Regions from separate parts of the Canis lupus genome. Here region 1 is linked to region 2. Evidence: chromatin contacts called from public Hi-C data. All regions are on one chromosome and are shown on one strand. Each heading gives the region's core, a stretch centred on a gene start, on an enhancer-like site or on the middle of the called end of the contact. The rest is flanking DNA. Distances are from core to core; before and after follow the strand shown.

Region 1 (2,983 bases), core at 464-2,963, 190 kb after region 2:
CCTAGAAATGCATCACAGGATGACCCTAATGTAGAATTATCTTCTTCATTTTGTTGGGTTCAGGACATTAAACTTGATCTGCCTTAGGTCAATGATTTAGGTCAGCTCTGAATCTTTTTAGCAGCTCTATGTTAATTCACTTCAATTTTTTTGAAATAGATTTGTACCACATCGCTCCTCCAAAAAGTCCTGACACAAAGAAATGATGAGAGAATGGTCAACCTCAAGGAGTGGGTGCTTTAACCATCTTCTGGCGGTGCTGGGACCAGCTGGCCTGAGAATAGGCTGACAGATGCGAATCTTCAAAGGCTTGCCAACAATCTGTCATAGAGTGCTAACATTTTGCCTCTATGGAGGCTCCACATAGACATTTCACTGTAATACCAACTGATGCCAACTCTGCAAAACCTGAAGTAGGTTAGGTATTATCCCATTTTTTCAGGTGAGAATTTGAACATTCAAGAAATTCTTATTACACAGATAATTCCCAGGACCAGAATTCAGGTTGTTTACACCTTGTATGACATCTTCTCAATTATCGAAACCACCAAAGTAAGTGACACACTCATTAGAAGAGGCCTGAACATGGTACCTACATTTTACCTATTAAGTTGAAACCAGTGTGCAGGGAAAGGCCACAGTGACCAAACAATACATGGCCAGGAAAATGGAGACCAGAGAAACCCACAGGAGTCAGACAGGCAGTAAGAGGGCATCAAATTGGATAAAGTCATTTAGCTCCATCCATCCCTCCAGCTTCATGATCACATTTGTTTTCTCCAACATTTTTATTCATCAATGCGGAGATATATAGCAGAAAGTATATTGAGTTTATAGATAGCACAGATTTAGAAGAATGGTGTGAATGCTGGAGAACAAAATCAGTATTGAAAAAATTCTCAATGAATGAACAATAAATCAAATCTAACAAAAGAGGAGTTTTAGGGAGATAAATGTGAAGGCCTGCTGTTATGAGCTGAATCACGTCCACCCACCCCCCCAAGATTTATAAGTTGAAGCCCTAATTCCTAGTACTTCAGAATATGACACAGATGCAGATGGGTCCCTTATAGGGGGAATTAAATTAAAATGAGACCATTAGAGTGGGCCCTAATCCAATCTTGACTACAATCCTTATAAGAAGAGATTAGAACACAGACAACCACCAGAATGAGGGGTGACTATGTGAAGATACAGCAAGAAGGTAACCAGGCCATCTGAGAGCCAAGAAGAGAGGACTCAGAAGAAACCAAATGTGCCAACACCTTGATTTTAGACCTCCAGCCTCCAGAACTGTGAGAAAATAAATTTCTATTGTTTGAACCTGTAGTATTTTGTTGTGACTATCATGACAAACTAATACACCTGGATTTGTTCAGCAAAAAAAAAAAAAAAAAAAAAACCTGTTGAGTAGAAAATGGATGATCCTTAACAACGTTGTGCAATGGCAGGGGAGAAAGAGAGGCTTCCATTAAGAGTAAGCTCTGCTTAAGTCCGTGTGTTTGACCACCAACCACAGGATAAATTAATAAAGGTCTAATATAATAGGCAGCAAGTTCTCCGGTGTTGGACACACCGGTCTGTTCCAAACTTTTCATTTCCTAGATGTGTCACCTAGATGTGGCAGGTCATCTGTCTCTGTGTTGTAAAAGGAGAATACTACACCTTCCAGCATGGTTGAAAGGATCTTGGTATCAACATTAGCACCAAGCGTGGCATGGGAGAAGCAATAAGGGAAAGCCACGGTTTTTATTAGTGTTGTCCTTACCGTTGGCGTTGGAGGAGGACAATCTCACTGTTTGGTGATGGTCAGATCACATCTGAGTATCAGTTCTGGTTCTTCAAACCCCACTTGTAAAAGCAGAATGATAAAAATAACAGCAAATACCACTTATTTGAGTGTCTGCTCTGTGTCAAGTGTTGTAGTTCACCTCTCAACTTTAATCTTTACAACTCCCCTTTAAACTCTGTGTCATTATCATGTGATGAATGAAGAAACTGAAACTGAAACACATAAAGCCGCTAAGAGGAGGAGGCAGGATTCAAAGCTGGGTGTGTCTGACTCCAAATCTTCTCTTCCCTTTCCTGTATGTGCTGGCGGAAGGGACTTGAAACAACACCTAATAAGAAAAACGACATGGGGATGGATATTAAGAACACTCCTGAGAACATAGCATTATTTTTCATATTATAAAGTCTATTACTGAGAAAATGGATTAGATTTTAGATAATCAAATGGATTAGGTTTTGGATAATCACTGGGAGTGGAAGTTATAAGGACACTGCAACATAGAATGTTCTAGTAGAATAATCAAAAGATGGAATCGATTTCTTCAAGAACAATGACACAACCACTTGGCAGGAATGTTGAAAAGTTGTTTCCCAGTATTAAGCAAGAAGTTGGGGTCCCTCCCCAACCAAAAATAATCTACGAATCTATATGTGCACCATCAGGGATCTGTGGGCAGTAGAATACTGAGAAACGCAGAGATCTAAAAACTTTCAATTGCTGAGAGTCCTAGAAAACAGTGACCGGCAAGAATATGCATTAGATACTCAACTACAGGGATTAAGATGTGCAACTCCAGATCCAGAAGAATTGGAATACTGGACAGAGAAGAAGGATGGTCACAACGTGAAGGAGCATGGCCCAATGCTCTGGCTACTGGGCTATAGCCTGTGGGCAGAGGAAACGAAGCAAGATGATTTCATGGCTAAGAGCAATGAGTGCTGTACATTCAAACCCCTGTCTCACCACTGACAAGCTGTGTGTTTGGCCACGTTCACATGGTTACATAGTACGTGATCACAAAAGGTTGTTGGTTCACATTATGATTATTCCTGAGCATAGATTTTGTCCCAGGATACGGAGCAGAGCCAAAGCTAATCATTTGCTACCCTTTCTCAGAAGACTGTAGCAATACAGAAGTCAAGACTTCGGTAAACCGTGGAGCCTTCAACTTTAAACCTAGAAAATGCGAAA
Region 2 (3,112 bases), core at 453-2,952:
AACAATGCGTATTTATGGGAATCTCTAGATAAAGGTGAAATTAGTGTAGATCTTTGGAATGTGATTCCAGCCAAAGCCAATCAAAGTAATCTCAGTCCTGGGGAAGTATATGAATATCTCACTGTGGGAGTTGTTGGCCTGGGTCCTCAGGCTGTCCAGAGACTTCTATAGAGAAAGCTTGTAGCATGATTAACTAGATATTGGCAACTACCTTCACGATCAGGAACAGTTATACAAAACCAGTCAAGCAGAGCGACTCCAGGTCAACTAGCTACAAGTTCTGAACTTCCCCTGCCCAGTTTCAAAGTCTGCTCTATCACTTCCCACCTGTGTGATCCTGGGCAAACCACTTGACCCCAACTATAAAATAAGAGCAACAATAATGACACCAACTCATGGATGGCTTCACTGTGAGGATTAAATGGAATGTAACATAGGCACGATGCTATGACTTTTGTCTCAAAAAATACCAGTCCCACTATTTCAAAGACAAAGGAATAATTACAGAGCTGAGTAATGAGTTCATTTCGCTTTATTTTTATTTTAATGATTACTATTAGCTAACATGTATACAATGCTTACATTATGCAGCTTTTATGCATGTTGATTCATTTAGTCCTCATAGCAACCCTGTGAGATATGCTCATAGTGAGTAGCAGGGTTGGGATATAAACCCAGGCAGAAGGCTTGCTCTTAATCACTGCACAAATTAATGTGGGCTGGTGATTAAGGCCGGGGGTGGGGGTGGGGGTGAGGGTGGGGGGCGGGAAGTATAAGAGTGAACTGCTTGTTGCAATGGTAGTTTGTACAGCTGGATTTGAATATGAAAATATTCCACATGCTTGCTGGGCTGAATGTCACCCCTGCACACCATGAGGGCAAGTATATTTAGCTGCTTCAGCATCATAAAGTCCTCGTGCCTTGATTGACTGAAAGCATCACCTTATTCTTTTATCTCCATTATCTCTACGCTCAGAAACTGAAAACACTCTGAAAGATAAAAGAGGTGTTCCCCCCATTCCAAATATTCTACTTTTTAAAGACAAAAATAATAACTCAGAATAATGGCAAGATAAATTTGAGAACTGAATACCATTGAAAACCCTTTTAACACCCACATTCACTGTCTATCTGAAAAGTTCCAAGTTCTATCATTTTCAACAAAGCCCAGAGATTTCACTTGGCTCTTTTTATATCAAAGAAAAAGAAATCTCTGAATCATTATGAGTGCTTTTTATAAAAAACCTAACTTTTAGGAATAGTGCCTAGACCCATACCCTGCGCATCAAGGAACTCACTAAAGGCTTGATTGCTCAAGTGCTGATGAACAGTGTCTGGTTGATATTACATGATATTGCCATTAAGTTGGAAACGTACCAGTTTTTGTGCAGAGACTCCTTTGAACCTGGGAAGGCATACTTGGAAGATAATTAGGTAGTGGCTGGCAGTGAGGGCTGTGGATTAAATATAAGCCAGTTGTGTGAGACCAGAGGAGAAAACAGCTTCATGTTTGAGAAGATGTACAGAAAGCCTGAGAAGTAACACAAAAGAGACAGTGACAAACAAGATCATCAGACACTGCCGTGGGTCATTTACAGACCAGAGCTCCGCCGAGAACTCTGAGGTCATGCCAGCTTGTCCAAAACCCTGCTCTCTTCCCTTCTCTGCCTCTCTAGCATAGATTCCGGTTCTCGTCATGCTCATCGCTTGCCAACCAAGTTGCTACATCCTGCATCTGTGCTTATTGACGCTTGGCTTCCTCTCCAACTTCTCTTCCCTTTCTAATAATCTGCATCTTACAATCTTCAGACACCTGACCAAAACTCATGTGCCAACTCCTAGAATATAGTTCTGGGGTTTCTTTTTCTTTTCTTTTTTTTTTTTTTTTCACTCAGTAGACCTTTCTACATTGAACCAGTACTACATATTCCCTTGAAATTAACTTCTTGCTGTTTAATTATTTACCAGGTCTTCCACACTTACAATATTTTCTTACTAAACTGTTTGGGAATAGGATCCATGATTCCCACATCTTTTCTGTTTGCCAGTGAATTGCTTCTTGTGCAATGCATCATTCCCAATAGATATTCCATTACCGTGGTACATTGTCCATAAATCCCCCTACCTTCAAGTTGTCTGCCGTTGAGATGACTATATGAAAAAGGTATAGTTCTTGGTATTATGACAAGAAAGTGTAGAAACATCAGTTAAGTATTGACTCTGCCAAAATCTTCAGATAACATCTGTTTAAATTCTAGAAGCAGGTGTAAAGCTTCAGGATAACGGTTGATGTATGCAAGGTCAGCTAACATGGTGATTATAAGCATGATTTGGGGAGTCCAACTCTCCATCCTCTACCATTTGATAGCTGGATGAGCCAATTAACCTCTTTAACCTCAGCTTTCTCTTCTATAGGATAAAGATAACCTAGTATCCATCTCACAGAGTTTTTATAAAGAGGATAATACAGATAGCATAGAATCTGGGACAGAGAAAGCCCTCAATAAATACATGCTATTAATGTCATGATAGAAATAATTAGCCAAGAACTCAAAAACATTTGAAAGACACAAAAGACTATTGCTAATGATATTCAGTGTATCCAGTTTTAAAGTCTAAATTTTACAAATACATATATTGAGTATTTAAGTTACTCATAATTAATAGTCCTAAATCTTGAAAGCAATGTGGCATCCAGGTATCGCCATGGCTTTATAGTCATTCAGGTATGAGTAAGAATACTAGTTTTTCACCTACTGACTAAATGGCAGAGGACAAGTTGGATAATATCCTGAAATTTCAGTTTCCTTATCTGATATGAGAAGAAGAGGTAATTCCTACTTTGCAAGCTGGTTATAATCTCATATAAATCCTCTGGCAATCAGTGAATGACACCTGTCATTCTTTCCGAGCTCACTATTTTCCTGATTATTGGAAGGGACAGCAGCTAGGCAATTTTCAGAAATCTGTAGGAGAAAGCTATACACCAGGATGTTTCACAGAGCGTTGCCTCTTCATCTCCCTAGTAGCATCCTCCCAGAATTAAGAGGCGAGTATTTCTTTGGGAACAGACTCATGTGGGAGAGCTTGGAGTAGGCAATTTGCGGACTCA

What was found. A called contact is a pair of places that touch in the nucleus more often than the background predicts.
Region 1: a contact with region 2 is called in a Hi-C map of skin fibroblasts, with 1.6 times the contacts expected there. The contact joins two enhancer-like sites. A contact is called at or near these places in 2 of 9 Hi-C or Micro-C datasets (blood and skin fibroblasts).

The regions. Positions count from the first base shown.
Region 1 is chr15:30,559,693-30,562,675 of UU_Cfam_GSD_1.0, forward strand. No RefSeq gene overlaps it. Among named protein-coding and RNA genes, the nearest start is that of DUSP6, 72 kb to the right of the region's middle. Within about 2 kb of position 1,714, at least 4 of the 20 cell types and tissues checked have an H3K27ac peak or open chromatin away from gene starts, as enhancers often do. A contact at or near this core is called in blood, where this site is marked.
Region 2 is chr15:30,372,404-30,375,515 of UU_Cfam_GSD_1.0, forward strand. The region is part of intron 1 of LOC111090025 (a long non-coding RNA gene); the gene reads right to left. Among named protein-coding and RNA genes, the nearest start is that of DUSP6, 260 kb to the right of the region's middle. Within about 2 kb of position 1,703, at least 3 of the 20 cell types and tissues checked have an H3K27ac peak or open chromatin away from gene starts, as enhancers often do. A contact at or near this core is called in blood, where this site is marked.